Regions from separate parts of the Gossypium hirsutum genome. Here region 1 is linked to region 2. A link is a contact called in public Hi-C data. All regions are on one chromosome and are shown on one strand. The core of a region is the stretch at or near the end of the contact, and the rest is flanking DNA. Distances in the headings are between cores, read along the strand shown. Region 1 has its middle 52 kb from the start of LOC121213925. Region 2 holds the start of LOC121213668.

Region 1 (7,088 bases), core at 3,171-5,670, 540 kb before region 2:
AAGAAGGGACGAAGCTGTCAGACAGTAGAATAGGGGTAAGTTTGAAGATTTTACTGTATTTACTCACTAAACAAAAATTTTTGAATATTTTATGGTAGAAAGGTATTTTAGTCTAGTTTTAAAGAAATTAAGCGGATTTTAATTCAAAATTTTGTAGCTCAAGATATAAATAATTTAGTAACAGTGACTCAAGTAGACAACTTTGAAGGAACATATAAGTAAATAGTGAAAACATATATGAATAATTAACTACCAAGGGTTACATTAAAAATGGATCACGTGGCCAAGGCCAATTTAGGCCGAGTGGGCCATATGGGCGTGTGAGCCCATTCTTCTGAAAAGTTCTGTAAGGTTGCACGGGTCGCCCAAGTCGACTGTGGACCTATTGTAGGGTCGGTAAGCTTTACTTAGACCCCTATATGTGTGATCTGTCTAACTGATTTCTATACCGAGCATGACTTATGATATCTGAATGTATGTACTATGAATTGCATAATGGCATGACATATTTTGTATGTTGCATTGCACCGGGGTGGGTTGATGACATTTGGAGGAAGTGTCTGGAAGGCTATTAAGCTTGTTAACTGGTAGCTCAACTGCAACCTTTTGATTATGTGCCGCATATGGGTACAACATGGTGTGTAAGGATGGGTGGGTTGGTTTAATCCCCACATGGTGTGTAGGGTTAGACGAAGATGGTGTGTAGAGGCTGGTGGGTAGGATTCTGATTTACTGTATCTGCATTCTGTATCTGATATGGGCCAAGGCCCTAATGTATTTCTGAGATTGTATCTGAATGGGATAAGGCCCAAACTGATTCTATGATGGGCACAAGCCCTAGACTGTATCTAACTGAATCCTATTGATTATCTGTTTGCATGTTTTCTGTAGGGATTACACACTCAGTTTGCGAAAACTCACCCTTTCTCTGTTTAATCTGTACAGGTAATCCCTAGACTTGACGGTTCGGTACAACAGAGAACTCGATGGTGGCCACACATAAATTTTAGATTGTTTTTCATTAATTCCAAGAATTTATTACTTATTTGGGGTTTTTGATGTATCTTCTGGACTATGGACTGGTTGGATTTAAATTTGGGGCTTTATACTGTTTTTATGGATTTTTTTTTAAACTACAACTCCACAAAACACGGTTTTTTTCTAAAAACTAAGGGCACGTTTGGTTCCCTGTAATGGAATAGAGGTGTAATGGAATAGATGCGTAATGAAATAGAGGCGTAATAGGTAATTCTTTTATTTGGTTGAATGGAATGGAATAGAGGCATAATGGTATTCTTGTGTTTGGTTGAATGGAATAGAGGTGTAATAGCATAAGGAAAAAAACTAAAATGACTAGAATACCTTTAGCAGAATTTTTTTTAGGTGGATGATTATTGTTATTGTTATTAAATTTTAATAAGATTATTAATATAAATAATAAATAATTTAATCATATTTTAACATAATTATTATTAAATATAATTTAATAAAAATATATGAATTTACTAAAATCATAATATATAATACCATAAAATATAATTTAAAATAATTATTTAAATTTAAAGTTTATTTTTCCTTTTCATTAAATTAATGTCCCCAAAAGAAATTATTTTCCATATTTCCTATTTTTTTTCGAAACAGAACAAGTTCGTTTAAAAGTAGGATAATTTTAAAAATAAAATAATATTATATTAACTAATTATTCTTTATTTAATTTCTTTTACTAGTCAGTAAATAAATAAATATAGTAAAAATATTCCAAATAAAACTTACCTTTGTTCTAAAATTTACGGTCAAACGATCAATGGTTGTGAAAGAGACTGCGAACTCGTATATTAAAATTTTGAAGGGAATGAAAATAAGACTGTTAAAATCATATGGCTAGCGATCTAAACTAAGCAAAAGGCATAAACCAGGAAATAAACAAGCACCCATGGCTTATTGTGTGGCCGCTCTCCCCATAAATCCATCTAACGTGCATAGATGGATCACTTTCATGTCCCTCAAGTTCTTCTAGCTTTGTTTGGTGAATAGTTTTCTCTTCCCCGGCCATGCTGTCTGCCTCTGAAGTGCTTTCCTCCCCTAATAAAAGGAGTAACAGTTGAATTTAAACAGAAGAAAGAAAAACATTGAAAAGGGACTTGCTTATCCAAACTAAATAACAAAAGCTGTAGAATACGTTTATCAGCACTGACCTTCCTTGGAAGCGCTTGTTTCCACGGTGCTTTCCTTGGTTACCGCGAAGTAAACTCCAATATTCTCTCTCGGCATCACCTAAAAATATTACCCGGCACTTTATCAGTTGCTCATCTAATATATCAGATTCATATCATTGACCTAAAGTCATTAGTTCCTCTTGTATTACATAATATTCTCTCGGCATCACCTAAACATATTACCCAGCACTTTTATCAGTTGTTCATCTAATATATCAGGTTCATATTATTGACCAAAAGTCATTAGTTCCTCTTGTATTACATATTATTCCTTATATGCATGATGAATGTTAGTCAATATTGGGATCAACATGCAACAAAAATGGGAAATTAAATCAAATGGAAATTTTTTTTCTTTCCTCACCAGTAACTGGTTCTAAAGTGGCAATGAAATTTTTGACAACCATACTACCTTCATTACCCAGAACTGAAGTAGCACGAGCTTTCTGGGCTGCTTTAGGTTCATCAAACCGAATGTAACCCTTCTCCTCACCAGCTTTGAAGTCAATGTACTTCACATGTAAAGAATATATGTCATGAGTAAGAACGTTAAGATACAACTGCCTAGTACAATGTCAAATATTTAAGAAAAAAGAGAGATATCTACCTTCACAGTGCCAAATTTTTGGAAGGCCTCCTTCAAATCTTCCCGTAAAACAACATTCATATCGTCTTTGAAAACAGATGCAGTGTTTTTATGTTCTGTTCCGTCATCCTTCTGGACGGGACTTTTGTTCTCCGTTTCGTCACCCGACACAGGTTGTTTATCATCAACCTTATCTTTGTTATCTTCGTCATTTTCTATAGTCTTCTCTACATTCTTCTCAGTAGCACTATCCTTTGCAGGTTCATCAGAACCGTTTTTCTCTGCAGAGTCCCCACCTGAAATGTTCTTCAATGCAAATGCAACAACCAAGCCCTTGGGGTATCTGTGACAAACCATTACATGGACTTTAATTACAAACATTATGGCAATAAAAAAACTAATGCCAGTTAAAGATTGTGATCAATTACTTACTTATCCTCTGCATTCGAACGGTTATCTCCATTCGAACCTGTGACTGGATGATTATCCTCATATTCTTCTGCTTCTTCTCTTATAGCATCAAAATCCTTCCTGAAAAGAACATTGTACGAACAATCACATCAGAACATACAATTGTAAGAGCAACAACCCTACACTAAAAGTCAACAGTGCTTTCTATCCATTTCACAATATAACACAATTACCAAAACAAATTGCAACAGAATGCACGGTGGCGAGTAATACTTATTTAGGTTTCAGTTCCAATTCAGCGCCTGCATAAACCAAGCTTTGCTCCAAAACCTTTTGTACATCTTCCTCAGCTGAGAATTCAATCAAAGCAGTGCCACAAAAATAATTTTTGTTTGCTACATGACGAGGTAACCTCACACTATTTACCTACAAGAAAAGTAAGAAGGCAATCAGTTTACATTGAACCGCAAACATATTTATAACCCTTTAAACACATAATCAGTTATCAAATGAGTAAAATAACAATAGATAAGAAAACAACCATTGAGCAGATACCTTAGCATATTGACCAAAAAAGGCTTCTACATCTTCCATCTTGACATTAAACTCAAATGGTGATGCAGCAATTGTTCTACTGTCTAATTGCTCTAACAATTCTTTAGGCTTTAATAGTGCGGTGCTTCTACCAACTTTCTTCCCTGAAAGATCGAAACCCGCATTTAAAATTATGTGGAAAAAAAATCTTTGTTTGGCTTAGCTTATGGGAAAAAGTGAAGAAATTCTCCTTTTTTATCTTCATTTTCGATTTTGATAAAACTTACCATCTTCAGAAACCCTGAGGGAAGAGGAAGTTCTGAGAGTTTCAGCAACGGCATCCAAAGCAGCCTCTGGCACTTCTTCCACCTTCACATCCCTTAAATTCAAATGGCTTCTCATCTTTGGAAACGAACAAATCAATTCCAAACTGACCACTTTTTTGGTAATTCACGGTCAAATGAGAGTTCTAAAAATAAACAATCAAATGAAAGTGAAATAGGAATAAAAATCAGGAGCTGCTGTTTGATGTTGGGAGGGAGAGGGTGGAGGTGGCTTTCGGGGGTTGGAAGGGTAAAATAGGGCAAATCACAATTGGGAGGGTTAAACGGAGCTAAACTGAGGTTCCAAAGGGGAATAAAATTTGGTCATTCAGCAGGAATACTAAACCCGTAATAAACCCGTAATAGGGCATTATACCCAACCAAACAAATGAATAGGTGGGGCCCATGGAATAGGGCTATAATGGCATAATGTAAAGTTTTCATAAATAGAAATAGTTTTTCTTAAATTAATTAGTTACAAAAACTTCCGCTAAGAGACAAATTTTAAAGCAAATCAACTAGTTTTTTTTTTAAATTAAATAAAAGCTAACTAACTGTAACGGTTTTTACACTCGACAATCTTGTCTTCAAATCCCTTTCCATGTGACATCGCCAGATTCGACCATAACGTCTAGCCCGGGTTTGGGGTGTTACAGAGGTGATTGATGTTTAAATTAAATTAAATAATCTAAATGCAATTTAACTTAAATGCAATGTATGCAATAAAATGTATGAGATGGATTTAGCAGCAAATTCACAAGCTTCAACAAAATAACATGAATAGGCTAGAAATATCACATCAATTGACTTAATTTATTTTCATTATGTTTAATAATGTTCAAGAAAATATTCCATGGCAACTCAATCTTTCATGAACTTCAATCCAATTTGAAGTCCTTTAGGTATCTTTTACTTAGAAAAACATGCATACTACCATGATCATATTTAACTAATGGTTTCTTAGAATTCATGTGAAGTAATAGGGTCTGGGTCAATTTGAAACGATTTAATCATATAAACCTAAAAGCTATACAAGTTAATGAGCTCGTTCAAGTTATTACGAACCTTTAATTTATTCTGGGTTGGATATAAATTAAGCATTCACCTTTCAATTATTGTGTCTATTAATCACCAGCTGGTTCGAATTAAGTAACTAATTCTAATGCATTCGATCACATTTTATTAAATGAAATACATGCATGATTTTAATTGAAAGCATGAGCGATTGAGGCACAGAACACCATGAACATGAATCAAAAGAACTTCATCCAATTAATGTAATCATTCTAGCTAAACAAAATTAAGCTACCATTGTTGATGAAAAAACAACAAAATATATTACAAACATGATTAATATCAAAATTAAAACAAAGATAAGGAAGAATAAACTCTGATTGATTCGCCAGTCCTCCGGAAATCGATTGTAGTGGCTTCCTCCAATCCTTGTGTTTGCTCATTTGCAAAGTTCTTCTCAAGGTGGGCGGCCAAGAGAGTGTTTTCTCGAGGAATTGCTAGCTAAGGGAAAGGGGAAATGGGGATGGCTATGCGTGAAAAAGAGAGGAAAATGAAATGAGTGAAATGAATGTGAAGTGAAAAATGAGGGATGATAGAATGAAAAATGAATGTTGGTATTTATAATAAAGGGGTGACATGAGTGTTTGCTAAAAATAGCTAGAGGGATCCCTTGATATGCTCCCTTGCTTGGCCAGCCATGAATTGTGGAGAGGGGAGGTTGTTGGTTGCGTGATTCATGCATGAAATCATGCTTGAATCAAGCAAGGTGGTGGACAGTTTCGTGGGTGATTGTTAAGAGCTGGGTTTTAATTATTTTGCAAGTATAAGGACCTCGAAAAAATTCTTCCAAAAGCTAATTTTGGGCTGCTTAAATGCCCTTGCCGAATTGGGCTTCATCCCTCTTTGTTTGGACAACTTTGTGACCTATTTAGTTGTCAGACTTGTCCTCCAATTTAATCATCTTTAACTAGATCAAGGTGACCTCTTCATGACCCAAATTGCATGGCTTTGCCATCCAACTAGGTAGAATAAGTCTCATGCCCATGCAAAATTAAAATAAGCTTCGTAAGTTATCAACTCCATGGCCCCACTATAACATTTAAATAGAGGAAATTAATATGTAGCATGAATTAATTAAATTATGCACAAAATTAATACATAAAAGCATAAAATTGCGTGCTTTATTAAATCATGCCCATTATTGTAATATGAACAAAAATTAACCCAATTAACTACCAAATACTCGGGATTAACATTATTTTTAAGTAAAAAGGTGCTATAAATTACTAGAAAAAATCTATATAATTTAGAGTTTACAGAGAGCATCAACTGACTCAGGGTTAAGGACAACGTCAACCCTAACTCTATAAATAGGCTCTTAAACACTTGTTAAAGATAACTTTTGATATTCTAAGTTTTTCTTTGTAAATTTAGTCTTTAGTTTTTCCTTTATTTTAGGCATTAGGTTTATTTCAATTCTTCTCTATTTCATGTTATTCGAAGAATTTTATTTGTAGATTTGAAATAAATATTGTGGATTTTGTGCTACAACAATCAATACAATTTAGGATTCTCTAAACCTTACTCTTGATTTATTATTTATACATATATTATTTGTCAAGTTTATTATGTTTTTGAGATCCATGAGGAACTCATCCTCTTATTGGGGATTAGTGAGTGGATGTAACGCATAGGTTTGTGCACGTGTACACTGTAATTATCAAGTAATAAGTAAGTATCGAGTTATCGTGTCCACAGGGATTGTATTTGTGCTAAGTCACTTAATTTGTAAAATTATATTAACAATTTGGTAAATAAAAATACAATATAGTTGAGAAGTGGTGATTAAAATATATTAAACTAAATACAATGATCCCTAATGAAAATTATCCTAAGTATGCAAACTATATGAATGAAATAGATTTTAGTAAAATTAAACACAATTTGCAACAATTATAACATAAATGAATTAGGACAATTACTTTAATTAAACTCAATTTATTA
Region 2 (6,439 bases), core at 2,075-4,574:
GTTTGGTATGGTACTACTCGGGCTAGAGTGCGCAGCGGGTGCGTAGTGGTATAGCTTATGTTAGATCACTGTTCTGTTAGTTAAAAATTTCAGGGACAAATTCTTTTTAAGGAAGGGTGAGTTGAAACACCCTGATTTTTGGGGTTAGGAGATTCCTTAGTAAGGGTCAGTGAGTAGGTCACGCACTTGTAATAGTTTTTGCATTATAGTGTCAGAATGGGTCTGCTGGTCTGGTGGTTAAGTGAGTGTAAGAGTACCTCTGGGTTCTTGGTTCGAGTCATTGTGTGTGCGTTTTGGGTGTTATATTTTTATATTGTTAAATAGTAGATTTACTTTAAGTTTAAAAATAATTATTTAGTCTTATTTTATTTATTTATTTTATTATTATTATTTTTTTAATTTTCTTTTTCCTTTTTCACGTTCACCTATTTTTTCTGTTTTTTCTTTATTTTTTTCTTTTTGGTAAAGAAAAATGATTGTGTTTATGGTTTTGGGAAGCTTTGTTTCTTTGTCGTCGAGTCAGCATCTGGATGTGTTTGATCGCGAATCAGGTGTGGGTTTTGAACCTTTTAAATTTTCATTAACGAATTATGGTTTGTTTCTGTGAAATTGAAAATCGTTGTGTGCTTGTGGAATTGATCATTTGAAAGGGGCGATTATTGTGGAATAGCTTAGAATCGGGTGTGATTTTGATATATTTTTGAGTAATTAAGGATTGGGGAGTGTTTCAACAACAAAGGCACGACCGGTAGCCAATTTCGGTGTGGTTTTGTGACCACACGGGTGGCCAGACGGACGTGTGCCCCCACACGAGCAGTTCACTCGGCTGTCGTGTACAATTAAGAATAAGGGTTTCTGAGCAAAATTTGGTGCCAGACGAACTGGCTATACGGCACTATGGCTGATTTGGAGATTGTAGTTGATATTCACATGGCCGTGCCCCTAGGCACACGGGCGTGTGTGTTTGGGGATTAGGGATTTAGTTTTTGGTGCCACACGACCGTGTGGCCAATTTGAGGATTTAGGGATCCTACACAAGCGTGTATTTTGGACATACGACCGTGTCTGGTGGGCACACTGGCGTGTGAAACCCTCACACGATTGTGTCTGCCCTATACTCTATTTTAGTACAAATGGATAGAGAGTTACACGACCTATTCACATGGCCATGTCCCTGGCTTACACGGGCGTGTGCCTCAGCCACACGGCCGTGTGGTCTTAGGTCACCAAATTTAGTAGGTGTACGCTTTTTATCTAAAAATGTGTTTGTTTGTTTTGACTCTTGGCTAGGCATTAGTGAAGGTAGTGAAGACTCTGATCTGGGCTTCGGCGTATGTGTTATTTGTGACTGTTGTATGAGATGTCTGACTCTGAACCTAGTTAGCTGGGTGTGTGGGTATATCTGTTTCTGTTTGACTGCTTTTTCGACGTGTTCATTGTTTTTGTGAGGTTGTAAGCATACACACACACTTGCATAAAGTAATTTTAGGGTTGGTTGTGAAGAGAAGGAAGACTGATTCTGGTCTGATCTGGCAGTTTTACTGCAACTTATTCGTACAACGGTTTACCACACTGTACCGTATGTACGTCAGCTTTGTTGCGTACTATTATCTGATTTGGCAGTTTAAGCTGCAACATGTCTTTACAGTGGGTTATCGCATTGCACTGTACTACATATATGCCAGTCTTGCTGCATATTATTATTTGAGTGGCTTAGTCCATATACAAGGTCCTATATGGTGTATTTGGTTGGATGAGCTTAAACAGCTCTTTTGGGGTGTGATCGGGGATGGAGAGGTGTTTTGGTTGCATTCATATGCATCTGGATGTGAGCTACTTGTTTATAATCTACCTGTTCGTTTTAACATTTATGACCGATTTTGTGTGCATGGAGGTGTTAGCGTAGTGACATTTTGGATTGTGATGATTAGTATTTTTGTATCGACCCGTTAACGGGTTTATCTGTTGAGTATTCTGTGTGTAATTTGGATGCTTTGACTGTTACGTTTGTTTGGGACATTGGTTTCGAGTTTGCTTTCTGTTTTTGTGTATCTTTGTAAGTACTTTTCGTTATCGAACTACTATTTAGTTTCTGATCTGTAATTTCGTTGTTAGATACGTTTTGAACTCACACTGAGCTCGTGTAGCTCAACCCCTTAGTGTTTCCCCTTCCAGGTACATTTCTGTTTTCTAATGTTAGACTCAGCATGCCGGAGGTCTTAGAAGGATATGTTTTAAAATGAGCCATTTGGTTCCTTCCCCAATTTTTAAGTCTTGTTAGATTGTTTTGGTTTGTATTAATTTTAAGAACTGCGAAAAAAGGGTTTTATGCGGATTTCTGCATAATGCTATTTTAGATTGAATTTGTTTTTTTTAACTACGGAATTAAGTTTCCGAACGCTTTAATGCATCTTGAGAATTTTTTATTTAAAATGATTAAACGTTTGTGAAATTATTTTCGATCACTTCGATGATCAATGTAACCTCTAAGATTCGGTCCAAACTTCTAGGCTAGGTTATAAGGTGTTACACCCACGACTGCAGCAGGAGTAGGCAACCACCGATTGACATCTTATCCGGTTTCGTCACCTGACACAAATCTTGGTACAACGTGGCCAACACGATTGATCCCTAACTCAGTCGTGTGTATTCTTTGAAGTCAGCTAGGTTTAGTAGCCACCAGCGTACCAAAATTTAAGATTTATCATGCATTAAAATGCCCCCAATTAACCTCAGATGAATGCTCGGGCACATTGTTCTTTGATGACGTTGATCGCGTTCGGAGGAAGCTCTTTGAAATTGGTTTCCAACCACTTCATCTATATTCGACCACCTTGAAACTTGTTCAGGATCTTTCCCAAAAATGCCTCACAAAGGTTCTCTTTATCGGGAATGATCGTTGACCCCGTGATGATTGACCTATCCACCGATAAATCGAGTTGCAAAGCCATGGTATTTGTAGAACATCTTTCCAAGCTAAAATTGAGAGAGTTGGATTTGAGAGAAAAAAAATTAAAATTGCATGGTATTTGTAGAAAAAAATTACCGTTGGAGCCCTTTAAATCTTTTTACCGTTGCAAGCCAACGTTCAAAAAGCCGCTGGAATTAATTGTTGACGGATGAGCTTTTTGTATAACTGATAGGAAAACGCGTTTAACTGATCACGTTTTCCATTTCTCTTCTAAAGAACGACCTGTTTCCCTAAATTAGAAAAATTACCTAAAAAAACTAAATAAAAAATTGACATATATGACTAATTTAATGGAAAAATCTTGAAAGAAACTTTATTTATAAAAATAAAACAAATTGAATATTATTGTTGTAGAAAGAAAGAGGAGGAGAATATGGCGGTTGCGAACGAATAGGTGGCTTGGTGGGCAAGGAGCGATGAACGCGTAAATATACCCAAATGCTAACTCTATACGGAAATAACAACTTCCTTATATATATATACAGTGCAACCCTACGGCAAGAGAGAGAAAGAAACCCTTTTCCTGCCTCCCCTCTATAAGGCTCATATACCACCTCAACCTGAATTACCCTAATCATTTTCCTTGTTTTGTTCCTCTATTAAATACCCCCAAACGCTTCCCACACCTTCTACCTACAACCACTAAAATTCCTCTCCTTTTTTCGTCGAAATCTGCGTCCCAGAACTTCTTTTTTTTCTGGCTCTTTTTCCCTTTTTGTTGGAATCAAACCATTGATCTTTTGGTATTTTTGTGAATGGTGGAAACAATTTGGAGCTGTAGTATATTGATGCTCTCCCTTTGCAAATCGAGGGCGAGCACTCTCCTTCCTCTTTCCGCTGCTTCTGCTTTCGCATTCGGTTCTTGCAAAGAAGGCTGGTACTACCGCTGCCTTGGCCTTGACCCATAAACAACCCCACCTCAATACCTCTATTCCTTTCCACCAATAACCCAGATTTGGTTTTTTTTTTGTTATACGCCCCACAAAATAACAAAACAAACCCTTGTTTCTCTTTTCTCGGTTGTTGGTGAATTATTCATTCGCCTGTTTTTGGTTTTGATTCTTTTTCATTTTGAATTTTGAACAAAATTTTTTTGAAAGAATGTTGCTTTACAAGCAGAAGAAGAGCCAGGGTCCCAAGGGCAACAGGCTCTTGATTAGCGTCACTGTTCTCGGAAGTGCTGGGCCGATCCGTTTTGTTGTTAACGAGGAAGAGCTCGTTGCTGCCGTCATTGATACTGCTTTGAAATCCTACGCTCGTGAGGGTCGGCTTCCTGTTCTCGGATCCAATCTTAATGATTTCCTCCTTTATTGCCCCAGTGCTGGATCAGATGGTATGTCGGTTTTCATTTCAATCTTTAAAGATTAAAAATTTCCAGGATTTGCTTATTTGATGTTAAATGGTGTTTTATTTGGGAAAATTAGTAGTATTCATGATTTTGGGTGTTTGGTATGTTTTTTCATTGCAGCACTAAGTCCATGGGAGACAATTGGATCACAAGGGGCAAGGAATTTCATGCTGTGCAAGAAGCAAAGGACTGAGAAAGTGAAAGACGACGGGAAGGCAGCTGAATCAATTAATAGGAAGGCAAGTGGGAATTGGAAGGCATGGTTTAATAAATCCCTCAATCTCAAGATTTCCTCCCATTAATTAAATAATTCCCAACCCTTTATGATCCTATATTTCTTGGGTTAGCTTTATTTATAAATAAAGCATTGAAAGTTAGTCTATTATCATTAATGGCCATGGTAGAGTGTTGCTTATGTTTTTCACCTTATTTCTCATTTAGGTGAGAAAAGACCTGCAGGAATAAATTGGAACTTGTTTTTCAGTATTTTGCCTTATGCGATAAGAATGAAGAGAACATTCATGGTGTGCTTGATTTTCCATTTCTGTCTTTGAAAGTGTTGCGTTCTATTGTTGAATGGCTTTTGATGGATGATTCTATTAATCTCATACTCTACGTAAGGTTTGGCTTACACCCAGTGTTCAAAAAGTTGTTCTGAATTGTCCATAAACATGTATTTTCAGTAGCTTATATCCATTGCTTGAAATGTTCTTCTGACTTGCCCTTAATATTGCAAGTTGCTTTCAAGGATTTTGATTTGGGAATTGGATATGGCTAGAAATATATAGGACATGATGGATGGACTGAATCATTCAGACTATGACCAATTTAAGAATTCTATTCAACATTATCGCCTGATGGATGCTTATTCTTAGGAATTGGTTCTTTTTATTGAACTTAAGACCCAAAATCAAACCACTTAATTAAAAGTGTATTATTGAGGAGCTGGTTGTGTGGCACTTTCTGAAGGGTCTTTTGAATAATTAGATGTTCGGTGAGGCGAAATAAGCGGCTAATGTTCTGTTATAATTATCGACTTTAAAGGAGTAGGTCTTTGTCGTTGCACAACCTTTTTTCTCCTCTTTCAAACTTAAAAAGGCTGCTTTGGGTGGGAGCACAAATGGGCTCAAAATCTTGTCAATATGTAAGAAATATGGACTAGGGTCTACTTTCTTTTGTTCAATACATGTTTGGTCACACGTTATTAGTTGAAATATGCAACTTGGTTTTGTATATGTGCAAGGTAACCTCATGGTTTTTGGCAGATTTTTCCCCTAATTATTTTATTTATGCATTAATAATCGCGTTAAATCACTATTTAAGTTTGAACTTTGCCATTGTTATCACAGCTTTTAAGTGCTAATTTGGATTAAAAAAATTCAATATGGAAATAATTGTTAAATTCAATATTCAAGTGAGAAGTTTTCATGAGCTGGGATTAGAAAACGGGGTCCATGCTAGCATTGAACACTAGTTGTAAGGTGGCACGTTTTATATTTAGCATTTGGACAAGTTGCCAAAAAAGAAGAGAGATGATAATTGTCCCTATCGCACACTGTTGGGGTTATCATATAGCTACGGCCAGCGGGGTCTCCCTTTCCATCTTCTTTCCTTTTCAGTACTGTCGTTTTCAAGAAAAGCAAATGGAGCGTGGCCGCTCAGTTGCCTTCAATGTGCATCTATGCATTAATATCTTCTAATAACGTGGAGCCTACACAAAAATGTTTGGAGAATCAAATGGAATGGAACTTTTCAGAAGTTATGTTGACCATCCATCTTCAATATCAAATGAAGTCCAGTCCAGCATGGCAAGCTTTCTTTTAAGCAAGTCCATTTAAAGCTTAATAGTGGGACTTACTCGAATATAATAAAAAAGATTTCGTTGGTGTAAGCCCACTTGTGAAAACCGACCACTACAGGCCGCTGTTTCGGCCTAAAGCCCTCGCCTTCTTGCAAACCAAAATAAAAGAAATGTTAATTTGAAACAATCCAACCGATATTTAGCATAAAAACATTAGTCAAATATGTGCTATCACTACAACATTGTATTTGAATGTTACTTACAAATGTGCTCATTCTAAATATATTTTTTATTTTAATTTTATTACTCATTCTTATCC

Evidence for each region. Hi-C and Micro-C count contacts between places; a contact is called where the count stands out from the background.
Region 1: a contact with region 2 is called in a Hi-C map of leaf, with 3 times the contacts expected there. The contact joins the enhancer-like site here to the promoter of LOC121213668 in region 2. A contact is called at or near these places in 2 of 34 Hi-C or Micro-C datasets (both in leaf).

Annotation. Positions count from the first base shown.
Region 1 is chrD01:47,148,978-47,156,065 of Gossypium_hirsutum_v2.1, reverse strand. It overlaps the pseudogene LOC107914574. Among protein-coding and RNA genes, the nearest start is that of LOC121213925, 52 kb to the left of the region's middle. Within about 2 kb of position 4,420, at least 7 of the 9 cell types and tissues checked have an H3K27ac peak or open chromatin away from gene starts, as enhancers often do. A contact at or near this core is called in leaf, where this site is marked.
Region 2 is chrD01:46,611,006-46,617,444 of Gossypium_hirsutum_v2.1, reverse strand. LOC121213668 reads left to right here and starts at 3,324. Exons shown (of 2, transcript XM_041086550.1): 1 at 3,324-4,304; 2 at 4,440-4,802. The coding sequence starts at 4,073. The coding sequence ends at 4,621.